Linked DNA regions of Sus scrofa: region 2 is linked to region 1. A link is a contact called in public HiChIP or PLAC-seq data. All regions are on one chromosome and are shown on one strand. The core of a region is the stretch at or near the end of the contact, and the rest is flanking DNA. Distances in the headings are between cores, read along the strand shown.

Evidence for each region. HiChIP or PLAC-seq counts read pairs in DNA pulled down with a chosen protein or histone mark.
Region 2: a contact with region 1 is called in an H3K27ac HiChIP or PLAC-seq map of skeletal muscle. The contact joins two enhancer-like sites. A contact is called at or near these places in 1 of 47 Hi-C or Micro-C datasets (embryonic fibroblasts) and 1 of 2 datasets of contacts at active chromatin or transcription factors (skeletal muscle).

Annotation. Positions count from the first base shown.
Region 1 is chr5:68,359,051-68,364,926 of Sscrofa11.1, forward strand. It overlaps ERC1 (ELKS/Rab6-interacting/CAST family member 1), which reads left to right. Exons shown (of 20, transcript XR_002344310.1): 12 at 3,337-3,530. Among named protein-coding and RNA genes, the nearest start is that of ERC1, 140 kb to the left of the region's middle. Within about 2 kb of position 3,996, at least 1 of the 83 cell types and tissues checked has an H3K27ac peak or open chromatin away from gene starts, as enhancers often do. A contact at or near this core is called in skeletal muscle, where this site is marked.
Region 2 is chr5:68,655,559-68,661,448 of Sscrofa11.1, forward strand. The region is part of intron 1 of WNT5B (protein Wnt-5b); the gene reads left to right. Among named protein-coding and RNA genes, the nearest start is that of FBXL14, 20 kb to the right of the region's middle. Within about 2 kb of position 2,578, at least 4 of the 83 cell types and tissues checked have an H3K27ac peak or open chromatin away from gene starts, as enhancers often do. A contact at or near this core is called in skeletal muscle, where this site is marked.

The sequences.
Region 1 (5,876 bases), core at 2,746-5,245:
CTGTTGCTCTGATTAGACCTCTAGCCTGGAAACCTCCATATGCCGCAGGTGCGGCCCTAAAAAGACTAAAAAGACAAAAAGAGTCATAAAATAAATGAGAGCACACTTCCTAATGTAAGATTGAGATAAGAGTTTAGTAATAAAATGTGGGACTCAGAATAATTGTTAAATATCATATTTGAGATTTTATCCCATTCTGATAGATACATACCTCCCTAGCATTATGACATTTTAAAAGCAGAGCAGTGAAATAAGTCAGAAATTACTGTATAATTTCACTTGTTTGTGGAAGGTAAAAAACAAAAACAACAAAAAAAGAAACAAACCAAAACCTGAACATACAAATATGAGGACAGAATTGGTGTTTGCCAGGAGTTCCTGTTGTGGCACAGCGGAAGCGACCAGTAACCACGAGATTACAGGTTCGATCCCTGGCCTCGCTCCGTGGGTTAAGGATCTTAGCTGTGGTATAGGTTGCAGACGTGGTTTGGATCCTGGATTGCTGTGGCTGTGGTGTAGGCTGGCAGTTGTGGCTCCAATTCAACCTCTAGCCTGGGAACCTCCATATGCCCTAAAAGGCTTAAAAAAAAAAAAAAAAATTTGGTATTTGCCAGAAATGGAGGGTGCTGTGTGGTGTGTGTGTAAAGTGGGTGAAGGTGGTCACAAAGTACAAACTTCCAGTTACAAAAAATAATGCACCTGTGTAGTGATGGGTGTTAAATAGATTTAATGTGATCATTTCCCAATATCTATACATATTGAGTCATTGTCGTACACCTGAAGGTAATATAATGTCAATTATGTATCACTAAAAAAGTAATAATAAAAGCAGAGAAAATATTGTTGCATGTTTTTTTTTTCCACTACAGTTTTAATTCTTTTTAGTGGTTTACTAGATTTAGAATTTTATCTTTGTCATCTATATTAGCAGTCTCTTTTACTTTATAGTTTATTTGTAGGTTTACATGAAGTAATACTTGCATGTTTTCTTCCTGCTAAAAACAGTAACTGGTGCACGGTTGGTGTTATATTTATTCAGAAGAAGTTGAGATTCTCAAAGAAAATTTCTTCTTTATTTTGTTTGGAGTAGTAAATAAATAGTCTTGGAATAATAACTTGAGGTCATTTTGACCTATTTAAAGCTGAAGGATTTATATGCTATATCTGAATTTTGGTATTTTATATCTTCAGTATGAGTTAATAACCACAAAATTATTAAAGTATTGAAATTCAGCTTTTCAAATATCAGATTTTTTCAAAATGCTAAATTCCTTTTTCCTACCTCTGAAAAGAAATACCTATTTCTAGACTGAATTTTTTTTCAAGTTTTTTTTTAATCCATATTTGTTAACCTTTTACTTTTTTTTCTCTTGCTTGTTCTATTCTTACACCATTTGCTTTTACTTTTCTTTCTTCTTTCCTACCTGACCCTTCTCTCCCCCGGGCATCCTGAAACAGGTCACCCCTCCAAGCCATAAAGTCCTGGTTGATGTTTTTTCTGTATTTGCCACGATATGACTTTTTACCACCACCACAGAGAAGAGTGAATACACTTGACCCTCTTACCTTTCCCTTCTTCAAATAGGAACTGTAGATTTTTGTGTGTGTATGTGTGCCATTTCTTGGGCTGCTCTCTTGGCACGTGGAGGTTCCCAGGCTAGGGATCACATTGGAGCTACAGCTGTCAGCCTGTGCCAGAGCCACAGCAACACAGGATCCGAGCCGTGTCTGCGACCTACATCCAGCTCACAGCAACACTGGATCCTTAACCCACCGAGCAAGGCCAGGGATCAAACCTGCAACCTCATGGTTCCTAGTCGGATTCGTTGACCACTGAACGACGATGGGAACTCCTAGAAATTTTTTTTTTTTTTAAATGACTTCTTTCTAAAGTATATTGGGGTGAATACAAAGTGGAAGCTTCTCTGAGACTAAAATTCTCCCCTAAACTTTGGGAAATATTTGCATTTGTGCTGCTTTTGCTTCATTTTATTCTTAGTGAGATAATTCATTCAGAGCTGCCTCTCCTCCTCCTTGCTTTTATTTTGTGGCTTTTTAAAAAAATTATTGTTGTAATTAGAGTATAGCTGATGTACAGTGTTTCGTCAAGTTCTATTGTACAACAAAGTGACCCGATCACACACATTTCCATGTCCCTATCCATTCCAATATAACAGTTGTTGTGGCTTTTAAGCACATCAGTTTTAGGGTAGAATTTTGTTAAAACATTCAAATACATGTCTGCCAATGGACTCTCCTTTAAAGGCCATTGTTAGTAATTAGGTCTTTTCATGACTGATTAAACGTGTAACAAAAGAAATTAGTAAAGAACAGTAAAGGACTTAATCTTAAAAGTATAGCTGTTAGGTAGACAAAGCATTTAGCTCATTTATAGAAACATTTCTCTTTTACTTTAAGATATTTTGCATGAGAGCTTTCTGAAGATTTAGCGAGAAAATTATATGTATCCCATCAGTGTTTTTTTCATTTTAAGAGACTAAGTATGCTTTGTTATCCATGGAATAAGGAAAAATAAAATAAACTTTACTTTTTCATTAAATACATTATACACGCATGGCTTTAGAGATTCAGGAGGAAAATTGAAGACTTGGAAATTAGTTTTTATTGTGTTTTAGAATGTATTGGAGGTACTTGCCATTTACAAAGGATCCTGAATAAAAAATCTTTTCTAGGTTCTTAATGTGATTGTTAATTTCTGACTTTGTCTCATGTTGTGTTGTAAAATGCTGAACCTTTGCGTTAAAAAGGTACCTGTGTAGTGATAGCCATTTTCTTAATCTGACTCCTTTTTATGGCATCACATTTGCAGTATCTTCATGATTCTAGATGCTCAAGGCCATGTGAGTCACACATGCTTGATAGAGCAGCATGTAAAGGAGGCAGGGAAGTGCAGATCAAATGGGAATTTGATCTCAGCATCAGCCATGTTAAGATCAGCAGTGAGTCTCTGGTGATACCTTTTGACATTAACTTGGGGAGATCAGTAGTCATCCGATGGCTTGTTAGTATATCTCACTAGACTCTGAAGCATCTCTTGGCTTATGGTGACTTTTGACTAATGATATAATAAATATTCAGAGATGTACTATTTTAAAAAACAAATTTTTTCAGAATCTAAGACAGTTATTTCTCCATTTATTACTAACATTCTGTCCATGTAACATTTAAGCAGAGAAAAAGCTTATAAATTGAAGGCTAGCTATTAGACATTTGATAATACCCTATTTAAATTAAAATATAGATGGTTTGGGGGGACATGGTTTGCCCACTGCCACTGTATGTATATCTGATAAATTTGGACACTTTTCTTTGTAGGCACATGAGGCAACATTGGAAGCCAGAGCCAGTCCAGAGATGAGTGATCGAATACAGCAGTTGGAGAGAGAGATTGCCAGGTACAAAGATGAATCTAGCAAAGCCCAGGCAGAAGTTGACCGCCTCTTGGAAATCTTGAAGGAGGTGGAAAATGAGAAGAACGACAAAGATAAGAAGATTGCTGAGTTGGAAAGGTAAAGAAAGGGAAGCTGAGCGGGGACTTACTATATTAGAAAGGCTGAAGGATGGTATTAAAACTATACTTTTGGGGACATATTTTTCCAGTATATCTGCCTCTCTGAATTTAGGTTCTTGACTGCTTGATGTTACTTTATTATCTACTTGTTATTCTAAGTCAGTGTAAGTCCTTGTTGCCATCTCTAAAAGGCAACACAGAATGGGAATAGATCGGGAAGCTGTGTACTTCAGCATTTTTGATGGGGAAAGAGAAAGTATTCATTGATTAAGAAGTTAAAGTTTTCTTCTGAGTCATCAAGAGACTGCAGATAGCCACTTGTTTTCTATTTATGTATTTATTTATTTATAAGCCTCAAGTTCAAGGAGTTAAATTTTTTCATTGGTTTAGATCTTTTTTGTTAAGCTGGTGCTCCTTTGGGCTATGAACTTTAAGACTCTGATGTGGAGACACAAGCTATTAGCGCATGGGTCAAATATAGAAGGAGGAGGGCTATTTTTAGGACAGGTTAGGAAACCCTGATGTGATTTTTATTGAACTCCAACTTTGAATTCTTCAAAATCAGCTTTGTTTGAACAGAACCAGCCAGATAGCTCTCTTGGAATTTTCTCAGGTTTTTTTTTTTTTTTTTTTTTTTTTTTTTTTTTTTTTAAGGTATTTCATACTGAAGATAAACTGTATGCCTCTTGGCATCTTCTTTTACACCATGTATTTAACATAAATTTTCAAGTGCACAGACATAGTTCTTCCAGTGGAACTGCATTAATTACGGTATTCTGAACAATCACAGACACTGGCAGTGACAAACTGAAGTCACTAATCCATGTGGCTCCTTTGAGCTGGATTCATAGAAGTATTTTATTTTCATGCTCTTAAATGTTGGGAAGTAGTTGACTGCTTTCATAAGTTGTATATTAAGTTTTATGGGAGTTCCTGTTGTGGCTCAGTGGTAATGAACTCCGCTAACATCTGTGAAGGATGTAGGTTTGATCCCTAGCCTCGCTCAGTGGGTTAAGGATCCGGTGTTGTCATGAGCTTCAGTATAGGTCACAGACTCGGCTCAGATCTGGTGTTGCTGTGGCATAGATCGGCAGCTGTAGTTCCAATTCAACCTCTAGCCTGGGAACTTCTATATGCCATACGTGTTGCCCTAAAAACAAAAAAAAAGTTGTATATTAAATTTTTAGGTTATTGGTAGGCCTGATATTTTCCCCTGTAAATTATTTTTTCTTCCTGCTTTGTACTCTTTTTTTTTTTCTTTCTTTTTTTTGCTGTACCTGCAGCATGTGGAAGTTCCTGGCGCAGGGATTGAACCAGAACCACAGTTGTGGCCTGTGGGTCAGCTGCGGCAGTGCCAAATCCTTAACCTACTGTGCCACAGTGGAACTTCCATTACCCATAGCATTTTAATTTTCAAGAAATTAAAGCAATAAAATTCCAGCCCTCACAGTTCTTCATTAAACTGCAAGTGTGAATAGCACGGGCTGATTACCTACCCACTTGTGTCCTCTTATTTGATCTTAACGCTGTTTACAATTTCTGGTCTGGTTCTGGATAAGATGAATGGGTAAAGTTCTTTAAGTCAGAATTAACAAATAATGAGTCTCAACATTAGATTATGTACATTTTTATGACTTCTTCCATGTTTGCAGTGCATCTTTACCCCAAGTAGACATACAGACAGACACACATATATACACTCTCCTTACATATATACGAGTACATGCCTCTCTTTGCTTTCATATCAGCCTGAAATCAGTACTGCATAGATTTTAAAATATCCTACTTTCAATGGATTAGTGACTTCCCACAAAGTATATTTCAACATTTCAGAAAAGAAATTCCTTAATAAAGTTTTATTTTTCAGTTTGATTTTTTTAATATTAGAATTCTACATTGAAATTATTGCTTGCTATTCCAGGCAGCTTGCTTGAAAAACGTTTCGATTCATTTTTGGACCCAATACTGATTTTGGGAGATGGACCTGATTTGAACAAGAGTAAGAAGTAGGATTAAATCTGTATTTGATATCCAAAGCATACCACATAGCTTTTATTAGCCACTGTATTTCTTATATTTGGGGAAAGAGTTGTATAAGATCTGTTCTTTCCATAGAATACAACTTATAAATTTGAAAAAGTAGTATAGTGGTTTGTCCTCTGGTCATGTAGCATTATAATCTTGTTTTACAGTTTGACACGGAATTTCTTGGCTACCAAGAAAAGAAAACAGTTTTTAAAACTTAGACTGGCTTTGTAATTTTTTACTGAACAATATAGTTTAAGGATGGGTAAAAGATAGTTGGAATTATTTTATGCCTTTTGTTCCCAGATTTAGTACTGAG
Region 2 (5,890 bases), core at 1,328-3,827, 300 kb after region 1:
AGGGGTGGGCTGCTGGGGCCGAGGCTGCCGGGACCTCAGCCTGGAAGGGAGGTGTGACCCTGGGCTGTGGGCTGTCCCAGGGCATGTTCATTCCCACGAGAAGAGGACAAGCAGGGATCTGCCCACAAGTGCAGGCTCTAGAATTAGAAAGTGGGCTCTGTGCCCAGTGTGGCCGGGGGCGCCCCCTGCACCTGCCCCTGTGGTCCACGCCCGCAGAGCCGAGGTTATTGTCCCTTCATGATTCCCTGCCATCTCTCCTGGGGACTTCTGCAAGGACTGACCGTGTCTAGTGTATTGTCTGGTTTCTGAAGTGAAGAAGGGAGGCAGGGACCAGCCAGTCAATCAGAGCTGTGGACTAAGTGAGCAAAGCAGAGCAGGGCCTATTCAATCCCGGGCACCCTAAATACTCAAAAGCCTTTGATGATGTGACTGTGGCGACCAATGGTATTAACTCTTCTCAGCCCCTCTTGAGCTTTAGCCCTTCGGAGGTCTCCCCAGTGGCCGTGGGGACAGTGGCCAAAGGACAGACCACCAGTGCTGTCATGTAGCCCAGTTCCCCTTATCCTGGTCTGCCAAGTCCAGGGTGAGAGGTCACTGCAGAACAAAGGCAATCTGTCTGCCGTTCTTGCCAGTGGGCCTCATCCATGTGGCATTTGATTGTCATTGACAGTCAGTGGTTGCTCTGACTGTTCCCCTGGGCATCCTTCAGTCGCTGTTTCAGAATCCAGTGCATTTCTTAGATGTTAGGTGTACTCGTGTATCTCCAAACAGGAACACCTTGGGCAGTAGTGAAACACTTACTTTTTTTTTTTTTTTTTTTTTTTTGACCATGCCTATGGCATGTGGAAGTTCTCAGGTAAGGGATCGAACCCATACCGTGTCAGAGACTGGAGCCACGGTAGTGAAAATGCCGTGTCTTCAAACTGCTGTGCCACCAGAGAACTCCAACACTTTTTTTTTTTTTTTTGCTTTTCAGGGCTACACGCATGGCATATGGAGGTTCCCAGACCAGGGGTCCAATCAGAGCTGCAGCTGCCAGCCTACATCACAGCCACAGCAACACAGATCCGAGCCGAGTCTGTGACCTGCACCACAGCTCACAGCAACACTGGATCCTTAACCCACTGACCAAGGCCAGGGATCAAACCCGCAACCTCATGGACACTAGTCAGGTTTGTTACCACTGAGCTACAATGGGAACTTCCCAAAACTTACTTTTTTTTTTTTTTTTTAGTGATTTTTACTTTTTTCATTATAGCTGGTTTACAGTGTTCTGTCCATTTTCTACTGTACAGCAAGGTGACCCAGTCACACATACAGATATACCTTATTTTTGTCACATAATCATTATCTCCATCATAAGTGACAAGATATAGTTCCCAGTGCTATATAGCAGATCTCATTGCTTATCCCCAACACTTACTTTTTTAATCAGCAAATTTAAGCAGCATAGCTCATAATTGTGTAAACCAAAATGATGCTTCAAAAAGGTTCTTGAAATAGTCTAATCATGTATGTTGTTTCCTTAACTTTGAAATAGCTACCTTGGGACAGGGACACAGCAGTTATCAAAGAGTGACTTTTTAGTAAACCTGAAATTTGAGTAGGTTTCTCACTGGCAAGGTTAGTGCAAGACCGTCCACCTGAGCATCACCTGTCAGCTGAGCACATGCGCAGAGGTGTTTGTTCCCTGGGTGTTTGTTGATACTGGGCTGTGTTGGGAACACTTTCCTGAGTACAGGAGTTACCAAAACGAGGGCAGTTCTGTGCTTCAGTCATTTGAGACCTCCCCAGCCCACACCTGCTCTCTCTATAAAGTTCCGTACCTGCAAATTCTTTACAGAGGGAGACTCGGAGACTCACCAGCAAGGATGGGGAGGAGTGACCAGAACTAAGGGGACAAGAGATGGTGCTCGGGTTTGTCCGGGGGAGTCAGGAAAAGCAGGCAGGTAGGCAGGATAGAGCATCTTAGGGGGGAGTATGGCAATTCATGCAGTTGTTAGTGTGAACGGAGGGAACATTTTTTGTAACAGCTTGTAACAGCTTTTTTATAACAGCTTGCGTGTAATGTATGTACGACAGGTCACACACAGGTAAAGTAGACAACACAGTGAGCCCTGTCAGCTGCGTGGGGGTATCACCACATGGCGTCATTACCACGGCCAAGACACAGAACTTTGCTTCCCCTCCAAAACTTTCCTCTGCACCTTTGCAATCAGATGCAGGGGATATTTTAATGCAAACAACATGCCTCTTTCAACGCAGGAACATTCTGACCTGGTTAGAACACTATGTATTAGACTTCTGGCTTTTTCTGTTACCAGAAGATGCCCCAGACACTCTCCACTGCCCTCAGGTCTCAGCCCATCTGCTGCTTCAACAAGTCCCTTGCACCGGACCCCCAGGACCAGGGGCCCTGCCGTGTTCCCTGACGAGGATGCAGGGCACACAGGCAGACCTGAGAATGCGTGTGTTGGAGGACTAGGACGGCGGGGCTCAGAGCCGAGGGTGTACATGGAGAGGGAGGTGCAGGCCGGACCTCGGGCCGTGTGCAGCTGAGTTCAGGGTTTAACCTGCAGGCAGGGAGGAGCCCTTGGAGAACTGTGACCGAGTCAGTGATGGAGTCAGGTTTATACATAGAAAACCACTCTGGGGACTTGGGTCAAAGTTACAACGGAGGAGGATCAACTCGGGGCGGTGGCAGGGACGGCGAGGAGGGAGAAGTGGGGTGGACAGGCTGGGCTGCCTGAGGTCCGGCACAGAGCGGGAGGGATCCCACCTAACTCCGGGCTTAGTGTTTGGCCAACTTGGGTGCCTTTTGTGGAGGCTGCAGATTATCCAGGCAGGCAGAGGGGGTTTGGGCAGGAAACTGTTCTGTTTTCAAAGCTCGGGGAGGCGCTGTCTGGGATATGTGGGTGGAGGGGGCTGAGTGTAGGGCCTATGGGTCAGGGGTCTGGGCTGAGCATTGAGCCTCCCCCTCAGCTGGGTGAAACTTCAGCAAATAAAAGTTGTTCAGAACCTCCCAGGGTGAAGTAACAGTGCCAGGGATGGGTGCCGGCGTGGGCTGCGGACCTTCTCTGACCCCTGGACCAGGACAGAGCCTCTCCATGTGAGTTCCTCACCCCCAGCTGTACCAGGTACTTTTCCAGGCAAAACATTCATCGCATATCCTGGTAATTACTAATTGTTTCTCTTCCCACAAGGCTGTAAGCTTTGTGAGACTGGAACCGAGCTCCGTTCATCGCCGTGGCCTCAGCCCCTGGCACAGAACCAGGCACCGGGTAGGAGCTCAATACACACTTTCATACTTGGCAGTTGAATGCCCCCCGGGCTGCCCACGACTGGGAGAGCCTTTGGGGGGCGGGGGGAAGAAACATAGAGGCAACGTGGCGAGGCAGTGTCCAGAGAGCTGATACCGGAGCCTCAGACAACGTGGGGGGACACAGGAGAGAGTGAGTAACGGGGCCAGGGGTGTAGGGGGGGTGTCGTTTGCAAGGTTCATGTGAGCCCGGCCTTGGAGGCTGAGAAGAGTTCTCTGATCAGATGGGGGGGGTGTAGAGAACCTTCTAGGCCTGTGGTGCAGCTGCTCAGGACACAAGAGGGAAAGGGCTTGAGACCGGCATGGGAGGCTGGCATTTAGGAGGGTGAGGCTGGTGGAAGGTGAGGCTCAAGGGGTAACCAGGGCACTGGGGGGTTGCAGTTCCCTGGTGAGGAGCTGAGACAGCAGGAAGCTAGTGGAGGATTGTAAGCAAGATAGCAATGTGATCCGATTATATTTTTAGAAGGCATCTCTGGGGACGGAGAGGCTATGAACCCTTCCCCCAGGAAAATGCATTTTTGGCAAAGCACCCAGGTGATTCTTGGGTAGGCCATCCAGAGACCGTACCTGGAGAAGCAGCATGTGAATGAGACGCTGGTGATGGTGCAGAGATAGCACACCCCCGCCAGGAGCTGACCCGTGGCCCCGACCAGCTGGCCCGAGGTGTCTCTGGACTCTTCCTCTGACGGGTCCAAATCCGGGCCTTGGTGGCAATAAATCCCACGAAGCTTTGCAGTCCTGCCTCATGCCCGCTTTCACATTGGCAGAAAGCAGGAGCCTGCCTTATGAGGGAACCTGGATGGTCACAGCCCCGGGGGTTCCAAAGAGCCCTTCAGCATAATGAGAGCATCACTGGGCCTTCAGGAGGTTTGGTAGGAAGTCACTGGAAAAGTTAGTGGCCTGCTTTAAAAGGCCATCTTTATTTATTTATTTATTTTTTTAATTTGACTGAAGTACAATGGACTTACAAAGTTATGTTAGTTTCAGGTGTACAGCAAGAGAAATCAGCTGTATACGTATATCCGTTCCTTTACAGACTCTTTTCCCATATAGGTTATTACACAATATTGAGTCGATTTCCCTGTGCTATGTAGGTTCTTGTTACTTGTCTGTTTTATATAGAGTCATGTGTATGTCAACACCAGTCTCCTAACTTATCCCCCTGCCCCATGTTTCCCCTTTGGTTTGGTTTGGTTTCCAAATCTTTGAGTCTATTTCCGTTTTGTAAGTTCTGTGTCATTTTTTAATTACATTCCACACATTAGTGGTCTCATATGATATTTGTCTTTCTCTGTCTGACTTACTACACTTAGTGTGATAATCTCTAGTCCATCCATGTTGCTGCTAATGGCATTATTTCATTTTTTATGGCTGAGTAGTATTCCATTGTGTATATGTATCACATCTTCTTTCTCCATTCATCTGTTGAAGGGCATTTAGGTCGCTTCCATGTCTTGGCTATTATGTATAGTGCTGCAATGAACATAGGGGTGCATGTACCCTTTCAAATTATGGTTTTCACTGGATATATAGCCAGGAGTGGGAATGCTGGGTCACATATGGTAGTTCTACTTTTAGTTTTGCTTGTTTGTCTTTTTAGGGCCTCACTGTGTCATATGGCGGTTCTCAGGGTAGGGGTCCAATTGGAGCTGTACCTGCTGACCTACTCCAGAGCCACAGCAAGGTGGGATCCAAGCCACATCTGCAACCTGCACCACAGCTCATGGCAGCGCTGGATCCTAAACCCACTGAGTGAGGCCCGGGATCAAACCCGAGTCTTCAGTGGGGTTCATTAACCACTGAGCTATGATGGGAACTCCTATTTTTAGTTTTTTAAGAACCTCCCTGCTGTTCTCCGTTGTGGCTACACCAGCTTACATTCCCACCAACCCTTTTCTCCACACCTTCTCCAGCATTTATTGTTTGTAGACTCTTCGATGGTGGCTGTTCTGACTGATTTGAGGTCATACCTCATAGTAGTTTTGACCTGCATTTCTCTAATAATTAGTGATGTTGAGCATCTTTTCGTGCACTTTTTGGCCATTGTCTGTCCTCTTTGGAGAAATGTCTGTTTCGATCTCTGACCATACTTTAATTGGGTTACAAGTCATCTTTGATGAACTGAATAGTGTGCCTCAGAAGTGCTTTTAGGTCAGTCATGAGAAACAAGTCACTCCTGAACTAGATGAGAAAGATCTAAACACACCGTCTAAGTACAACAGTTAGTATCAAAGTATCTCTGCTTGTCTTTCATTTGCCCTTAAAACTCTGTACAAACAAATGTGAACAGACTCTGGACTCTAAGAATAATATTTTTTATGGACATAAATGGACAGATAAGCAAAACCCCGAGGGAGAAAAAAAACTTTTATTAAAATAAAAGGAAATATCCCCCACAGCTTTATCCTCCTTTGCTCACTGGGGTTCCTTTATTCCACTTTGAGATAAAAGTAGTTCAGTTTCTCAGGAGATGCTGATTAAGATTTGAACAAAAAGAGTCGGTCTGTCTGTTCACCTACCTACCCATCTCTGTCTGAGTATCTCAGCCATAAGCCCGGGTCTCGGTGCAAG